2 separate regions of the Mus musculus genome follow, and region 1 is linked to region 2. Evidence: chromatin contacts called from public HiChIP or PLAC-seq data. All regions are on one chromosome and are shown on one strand. Each heading gives the region's core, a stretch centred on a gene start, on an enhancer-like site or on the middle of the called end of the contact. The rest is flanking DNA. Distances are from core to core; before and after follow the strand shown.

Region 1 (4,211 bases), core at 1,435-3,934, 36 kb before region 2:
AGCAGAGGCTTGCTTAGCAAGGCTCATGTTACTGCAGACATAAATATAAAGTTGTAAACAAGGGAACGCTCTCAAGACTAACGGAAGCTCTAGACAAGGACACTGACAACAACACTGTACAACTTAAGTGTTTGATTTTGTTCTCTATTTTGAACTTGAAAATTATTGCTATAAATAATATGTATAGGCTATTTTTAATATATTTATACACTAGTTCCACATGCACAACTATCATGTTACACTAAACGAGAATAAGTTGGTTCTTACTCATAAAACAGGTAAGTCTTAAAAGATAGTACGGTGGGGCTGGTGAGATGGCTCAGTTAGTAAGAGTACCCGACTGCTCTTCCGAAGGTCCGGAGTTCAAATCCCAGCAACCACATGGTGGTTCACAACCATCCGTAATGAGATCTGACTCCCTCTTCTGGAATGTCTGAAGACAGCTACAGTGTACTTACATATAATAAATAAATTAATTTAAAAAAAAAAAAAGATAGTACGGTGGATAACCAGCAAGATAACCATTTTCCATGCCAAACAACAAGTTGAGAATTCTTTCTTTTTTTTTTTTTTAAAGATTTATTTATTGGTTATATGTAAGTACACTGTAGCTGTCTTCAGACACTCCAGAAGAGGGAGTCAGATCTCATTACAGATGGTTGTGAGCCACCATGTGGTTGCTGGGATTTGAACTCCGGAAGAGCAGTTGGGTGCTCTTACCCACTGAACCATCTCACCAGCCCAAGTTGAGAATTCTAACTCACCAACACCTGCATTAGCTATAAAACCCAGACAGTCAACAGTTGTCACTGGAAGATAAGCCGGGTGGCTACATCTCTCAGAGCTTACGTTTTCATGCAGCAAAGCAGCTTCTTAGGTAGCCATTTCTAAAGCACTTCTTTGTTTTGGCAATAAGCAATTCGATCATTTTTTCCTATCACTGTGCCTCTGAAAGGTATGTTAAAATGCTATGCTCTACCGGATGGATTAATATGAACTTATAAAACTATGCTTATACTAATACTGCTTCCTGGTCATTGTGTTTCTAAATTACAGATAATGACAGGTTTTAGAAAAATTACTGCTGAATTACAACTCACCATAAATTCTGAGTTTTCACTACTTGACATTAATGAAAGCACAAGGTACAACCGACACATTAGTAAGCGGAGAGCTTGCCAAGTAACACTGAAGTCAGATGCATTAATTAAGGAAAGTCTCTATCTTTACTAAGTCACAGCATTCCAACACACAAAACAGCTTAGAGACACAGAAATTTAGAGCAATCACCTAATGCCTTGGTTCCTGCTTTATTCATCTATAAAATAAGAGCTTGGAATACATGCTCTCTGAGATCTCCTCCTACCCAAAAACCTTAAGTGCCTAAGAAATTGGAAAATAAACTCATTCATCATTTTAAATGACATCAGTTGTAGCTACAGACATGTTGTAATGGCCGTTCCATCCATAAATTAAATTGAAAACAAGTGATAAACGAGCAAGTGTGCTTGTTTGAATGTTGTGGGGAACACCGACAAGAACTGCACTGCCTAACTCCTTAGATATAAATTTCTTAACTTCATTAATTTCATTTAAATGGGAGAAGGGGGAGCCACTCTGAATTCCTAACATTCTAATACCAAAACTCCTAAAAAGAAAAAAAAAATCTGTAATCTGATCCATTAAAATAAATTGCCGACTATGTGATTTATGAACTGCCTTTGGGCTGTATGATATCTATACATAGTAATAAGTCACCTCTATACAGCAGTTGATAAATTCAATTTTTAAAATGTGCTGCAAGAAAAAATGTTGAGTTTTCTTTTCTTGGATCTTTTGGGTATCAAATCCCCTCATCCCCTGCTTATACTGGGGACTAAACTCAAGGCCTTGCCCAAGCTGGGTATGGACTCTACCACCAGGCTTCCCCCCAGTCCTCTGTGTTTTCTTCTTTAACTTTATATGTATATGATCTTGTGCAGCTCAGAAAACCTTTCCATCCAAGTGGTGGTCTCAATTTAATTTTGGTGAGGCACAGAGTTATTTAAAATACATTTTAAAAACATACCATAATATATAGAGCCCTTTTACCATACAGTCCTTGAAAACACTTTCAATCACTGTCTTGTTGATTCACTTGAAGCTATCTAAAACCCATTAGGCACTACTGAAAAAAGCACTTTTCAAAAGTCATGAAAATGAGACTTGCTAAGAGGTATAACACAAATGTGTGTGTATGTGTGCATATTCATGTATGTGTGTGTGTGCATATGTGTGCATGTGTGTGTTTTATTGGTGATTAAACCTCATGTGCACCAGGCAAGCATTCCACAGAGCTATATATAGCCTCAATCCTTGTTTATTAACCTTTAAAAAATAATTATTTTATATCTTTATTAATTTATTTGTATGTGTGTACATGTTGAATGTAGGCATATGTACAGAGCATGGCATGGCATGGCACAGTGTGGAAGCCTAAGAACAATTTCCTCAAGTTGGTCCTCTGCTTCCACCATAAGGCTTCTGAGATCAAACTCAGACTATCAGGTTTGGAGGCAAGAACCCTTACCCACTGAGCAATCCCACCATCCCTCAGCTTTTACTTTCTGGTTTGAGTAAGGATTTAACCAAGCTGCCCAGATAGCATTGAAATTACTCTGTATCCCAGGGCAAGCACTGACCTTGTCATTCTCCTGCCTCACAGCTTTGCAAGGAGCTAAGATGACAGGCCTACACCTCCAGACCCAGCTAAATACAGAATTTCTAAACATTAGTCTTCCAAACTTCTAGTTACTGACTTAAATTACAGCAATAATCTGCTTTGTAACACAAAAGAACATGATTACTATAACAGTAAAGGAAAAAAATACTCAAAGACAAATAAAATCAAGAAAATACTGGAAAAAAAGAAGAGAAGAGAAAAGAAGAGAAGAGAAGAGAAGAGAAGAGAAGAGAAGAGAAGAGAAGAGAAAAGACTGGAAAGGGAAAAATATAAATACATGATTTAAAAAAAAAACACACAATTTATGAGGTCAGGCATGGTGGTTTAATCCCAGCACTCAGGAAGAAGCTGGTGGATTCTGTGAGTCTGAGGCTAGCCTGGTCTACATAGAATTCCAGACCAGCCTGGCCAATAGGATGAGACCCTAATATAAATTCAAAGACTAGGTCATTTTATCTCAGTCAAGATATTATCTGATACAACGAATTGTTGCACAAAAGTAGGTTTAAAAATAGACATAAAACTATTTATAAAACAAGGATTAAAAAAAGGGAAACAGCCATGAAATTTTTACTATGAGTGACATTCAATAACCAAAGAGTCCTGATTCCCAAGGCAAAGCTCACTCTGTAGCGATAAACCCAGTCCACACGAGTAGTGTTCACTAAAGTATATCAAAGGAAACTACAACTTTAGAAAGAAATTCACCCCAGGCTGGGCTCAGTGTTGGAGACAGCACTTGCATAGTATGCAAGAGGTTCAATTCCCAATGATAGAGAAGAAAAAAACAATAAAATAAAGTTTTGTTTCAACTATTTGACAATACCTAAATCCACTAAGTATAGAAATAAACAAGCCATACTTACTATGATAGTTAACACTCTGCTAATAAAGGATTTGAGCCAGAGAAATGGATCAGCAATTAAAGGCACTTGATGTCCAGCTTGGTGACCTAAGCTCAAGAATTGCAGGTTGCACTCTGACTTTTACACATTAGTGGTGGCACATGTGTGCACACACACATTAAATTCATTCACTCACTCAATTCACAATTTATAAACCTGAAAAGGAGACACTCAAAAAGCAGGAGGCACTTGCTCTTCCTCAGTTTCTAAGGTGAGTGGCTTTTATTAAGAAATCTGTTCCTCTTGTGTGTGTGTGCGTGTATCTGTGTCTGAGTGTGTCTGTGTCTATGCACCTGTGAGACTGAGTGCATCTGTGTGCGTGACTGTGTATCTGTCTCTGTGTCTCTATGTGTCTGTCTGTGTATGTTTCTGTGTAAGCCTATCTCTGTGCATGTGCCAGTGTGTGTGTGTTTGTGTGTGTGCATGTATCTGTATGAGTGTTAGAAATCAAACCCAAGGCCTTGCACATATTAGGCAAGTACTATTACACTGAGCTACATCACCAGCACCCAAAAGTTCCTACTTTAAGTTTATTCTGAAATGTTTGGCTTTGATGGACCCAAAACTTGTATTTGGTATTCTGA
Region 2 (4,321 bases), core at 1,816-4,315:
AATTATGTTCTTTTCTAAGCCATGCACTATACTTGATTGATAATCATTTTAAAGCTAACTCCTATGACCTCATAACCTGGCCAAAGAAATTTTAAATTAGGTATATAAAACTGAAAAGTCTCCTTCCGTGTATTATCAATAGGAAGATAACAATTTTTTACATTAGATTAATTATGCATCAAGTTCTTTTTGGAAAGACTTATTTGATCTTTACAGGAATCTTTTCTACTTTTTATACTGTAAGTGTATAATGGCAGAGCTAGGACTGAACCCAAGCCTTGATAGCTGACCCTTAAATATGTATCTTTTCCATGAAACCATGCGACTTCTTATCTACTTTGCTCTGATAAATAAAATTCAAAGAACCAAAAGCCGAATGCCCACCCAGATTGGACTGAAAAGCAGAAAGTAGTAAAAAAAAAAAAAAAAAAAGAATGAACGTCAAATAATGAAGTCTATAATGAATTAATTATGGTGCATAATATGCCAATGTGGTCAACTCACACAAATGTACTGCTATAAGGTGTAAGGATTAGGGACAAGTATGTGAAGGGTAAGTAGAAACTCTCTTTACTATTTTTATGATTTATCAGTAAATCAAAATTATCCTAAAATAAAAAAATGTTTTTAAGTGCAAGAAAAAATTTAAAAAGCAAGGAAGTTTTAAACTCAAATATTATCCTGAACTTGATAGCTATCCGGACGTTTTCAAAGGAGGAGAGATATAAAGTGTTGCCTATGGTTATCAATTTTAAATCTGCCGAAGATGTCACTTACAATTTCACCACACTAGGATACTGTTTTTGAAGCAAAAAAGAAGGAGAGAAGTGGGGGCTACTGAGATAGCTGACCGTGCAAAGGTGCTTGCCATTAAGCCTCACAGTTCACCTGAGTTCAATCCCCAGCACCAATACAGTGGAAGAAGAGAATCAAAATCAGACAACCAACTCTCGAGTTGTCCTCTGACCTTCACACATGTGTCATGGCTGGCATGTGTGTTCTTGCATGTGCTCGCGCATGCACACACACACACAAATAAACATTTTAATGGAGAGCAGTTAGGTTATGTATCAAATATCTCAGCTAACCAAGAATAAAGTGGTAGAAAGAAAGAAAAAAGAAAAAAAGAGCCGGCGGTGGTGGCGCATGCCTTTAATCCCAGCACTTGGGAGGCAGAGGCAGGTGGATTTCTGAGTTTGAGGCCAGCCTGGTCTACAAAGTGAGTTCCAGGTCAGCTAGAGCTACACAGAGAAACCCTGTCTCGAAAAAACAAAAACACAAGAAAGAAAGAAAGAAAGAAAGAAAGAAAGAAAGAAAGAGAGAGAGAGAGAGAGAGAGAGAGAGAGAGAGAGAGAGAGGGAGAGAGAGGAAGGAAGGAAGGAAGGAAGGAAGGAAGGAAGGAAGGAAGGAAGGAAGGAAGGAAGAGAGAGAGAGAAAGGGAAAAGGAAAGGGAACAGGAAAAGGGAAGGGAAAAGGGAAGGGAAAAGGGAAGGGAAGGGAAGGGAAGGGAAGGGAAGGGAAGGGAAGGGAAGGGAAGGGAAGGGAAGGGAAGGGAAGGGAAGGGAAGGGAAGGGAAGGGAAGAAATGGGAAGAAAGCAAACCTCACCAAATTGAAGTGACAGCAGGTGACCTGAACAGCTGCCTGACAACATGCTGAAATAGGCAGTTATGAGTGACTGGGAAGCAGAAACACTACAAGGCCACCCTGAAGTAAAGGTTAGGGGGAGGACATTTAGCTGTTAAGAGTTTGAGAAGAAGCATATGCAAACAAATTCAACTGGCCCACAGTAGCCAGAGACAGGCTCACCATCCCTCTCTGAGCTAAGACCTCATGCAAACCATGAAGGACAGAATCCCAACTGAAGATAGCCACATTGCACCTCCTCCCTTCAGCCTCAACCCTGGCGGAGCAATCCTAGCAAGGGTTGCTGATTCTGTCCGGATCTCTTCCAATAGACCCGCATATAGAGATGGTGTTCTTCCCAGACCTATCTATCACCTTCAAAGAGAAACTATTTATCCATTCCAGCACCACATCGTGTGTGTGTGTGTGTGTGTGTGTGTGTGTATGTGTGTGTGTGTGTGTGTGTGTGTGTGTGTGTGTAGGGGGGTGCTGATGGTATCCACATTTTGAATGTTTCTACTATGGTAAATAGATTTATGCCCTAGTCCATTATAATTTAGCTCTCTTCTATACTACTTACCCAGTATAAACATCCAGGTTTATTTTCTATATGCTTATTTGTATTAGGTCCATCTCAGGGTTTCTGCCTTTTTTTTTTTTTAATGCTTCTTGCCTTTGTCATCTCGGTGGGCTACACACACTGCTCATTTCAAGGTTTTTCAAGATCTCCCCCTCCGGAATTTTCATTACTACCAATGCTTCTCTATCAGAGCATTCCTTAGTGCTGTTCTTGACTCTTGAATACACATCCTTAATAAAGACATCCCTTAGTTTGGGGGGTGGGGGGAGGAGGTGCTGGGGAGCTTCGGAATTAGTCTCTGAAGTTTTGTTATCTACATACTGAGGGTGGTCTCTTTGTTAAAATTTTAGCTGTCCAGACTTTAAGGTCACGCGATTAGTATTCCCTTGGGAATCACTGGGCCTTTCTTTGAAAGAGCTGTCCAATTTTCAGGCCACACTAAATAACTGCCCATTCAGAAGCTTGGCCAGAAAAGAATGTCGGTGTTTTCCGGCAGGTAAAGGTGCCTGGGGGTCAGGGAGAGAGGGAAAGGCAAGGGGTGGAGTGGGAGGCGGGTGATCGACAGGGATAGAAACGGTGTCTCCTCCTCCCACTGAATGCGAAATAGCCAATGGGGTGGCTCGGCCGGGCCGGCCGGGCGGCCAGTGCCATATAGTATGCAGCAACCGGAGGAGTCACGTTGGGGGAACGGCAGAAAGCAGCTATCCGTTTACACTACTTTGCTCTAGCAGCTATCTTAATGGTGACTGCGTGGCCTGGGGGAAACCTGATCGGCCAGATCCAGCCGAAACCGGGAGGGAGGGAGTGGGCTTTCCGGAGGGGGGAGGGGGAGGGAGGCGAAGAAGGAGGAGTAAGAGAGGGGGAAAGAAAGAGGAAAAGAGTGCGAGGGAGTGAGGGAGGGAGGAAAATAAACAACAAAAAATGTCCTCTTCCTCCCCCACCGGGCAGATTGCAAGTGCGGCGGACATCAAGCAGGAGAATGGGATGGAAAGCGCCTCGGAAGGACAGGAGGCGCACCGAGAAGTGGCGGGGGGCGCGGCGGCTGGGCTGAGCCCCCCGGCTCCAGCTCCTTTCCCCCTGGAGCCGGGGGACGCCGCGGCTGCCTCCAGGGTAAGCCGGGAGGAAGGGGCAGCGGCGGCGGGAGCGGCAGATCAGGTACAACTCCACTCGGAACTTCTGGGCAGGCACCAGCACGCAGCCGCCGCGCAGCCCCCACTGGCCTTCTCGCCGGACCATGTCGCCTGCGTGTGCGAGGCGTTGCAGCAGGGGGGCAACCTGGACCGCCTGGCCCGGTTTCTTTGGTCCCTGCCCCAGAGCGATCTGCTACGTGGCAACGAGAGCCTTCTGAAGGCGCGAGCGCTCGTGGCCTTCCACCAGGGCATCTACCCTGAGTTGTACAGCATCCTCGAGAGCCACAGCTTCGAGTCGGCCAACCATCCGCTGCTGCAGCAGCTCTGGTACAAGGCGCGCTACACCGAGGCCGAGCGAGCGCGCGGCCGGCCGCTGGGCGCCGTGGACAAGTACCGGCTGCGCAGGAAATTCCCCTTGCCCCGCACCATCTGGGACGGCGAGGAGACGGTGTATTGTTTCAAGGAGAAGTCGCGCAACGCGCTCAAGGAGCTCTACAAGCAGAATCGCTACCCCTCGCCGGCTGAGAAGCGGCACCTGGCCAAGATCACCGGCCTCTCCCTCACCCAGGTCAGCAACTGGTTCAAGAACCGGCGGCAGCGTGACCGAAACCCCTCCGAGACCCAGTCCAAAAGGTGAGCGCCAACTTTCCTCCTCCCCCTTCCTCCCCCCACCCTTTCCCAGCTTTCTTTTCCTCCTAGCGCTCGAAAACATGGCGCTTACCTTCCCCACCAGCCTGGTCCGGCTGCCCACCTCTCCCCGCCCCCCACCTCGCTTCCCTACCGGGGTGGTAGGGGGGACGACGGTGGCAACGAGCGGGCGGGGGATCCTCCCTCCTAACCCTCCCCCTCCTGCCCCCAGAAGTTTCTGGTCGCCCTCTTAGGTCCAGTCCCCGCCCCCACCTCGGCTGGTCACTGCTGCCCGGCTTCCCACCCCCATCCTGCTGCCTTTGAAGTTGCCACTCTCGCCTTGGTTCTTTTAGGGAATGT

What was found. HiChIP or PLAC-seq counts read pairs in DNA pulled down with a chosen protein or histone mark.
Region 1: an H3K4me3 HiChIP or PLAC-seq map of embryonic stem cells shows a contact between it and region 2, with 70 read pairs. The contact joins the enhancer-like site here to the promoter of Six4 in region 2. A contact is called at or near these places in 3 of 39 promoter capture datasets (the 3T3-L1 cell line, liver and macrophages), 1 of 15 datasets of contacts at CTCF or cohesin (the NIH/3T3 cell line), 2 of 484 Hi-C or Micro-C datasets (the HL-1 cell line and uterus), 6 of 115 datasets of contacts at active chromatin or transcription factors (the 3134 cell line, the SCID.adh cell line, embryonic fibroblasts and 1 more) and 2 of 9 other capture datasets (adipose tissue and pancreatic islet).

What each region holds. Positions count from the first base shown.
Region 1 is chr12:73,147,819-73,152,029 of GRCm38.p6, reverse strand. All of the region lies in intron 1 of Mnat1 (menage a trois 1), which reads right to left. Among named protein-coding and RNA genes, the nearest start is that of Gm23910, 4.0 kb to the right of the region's middle. Within about 2 kb of position 2,684, at least 5 of the 459 cell types and tissues checked have an H3K27ac peak or open chromatin away from gene starts, as enhancers often do.
Region 2 is chr12:73,111,989-73,116,309 of GRCm38.p6, reverse strand. Six4 (sine oculis-related homeobox 4) reads left to right here and starts at 3,065. Exons shown (of 3, transcript NM_011382.3): 1 at 3,065-3,967. The coding sequence starts at 3,126. It also overlaps a transcript of Mnat1 not described here.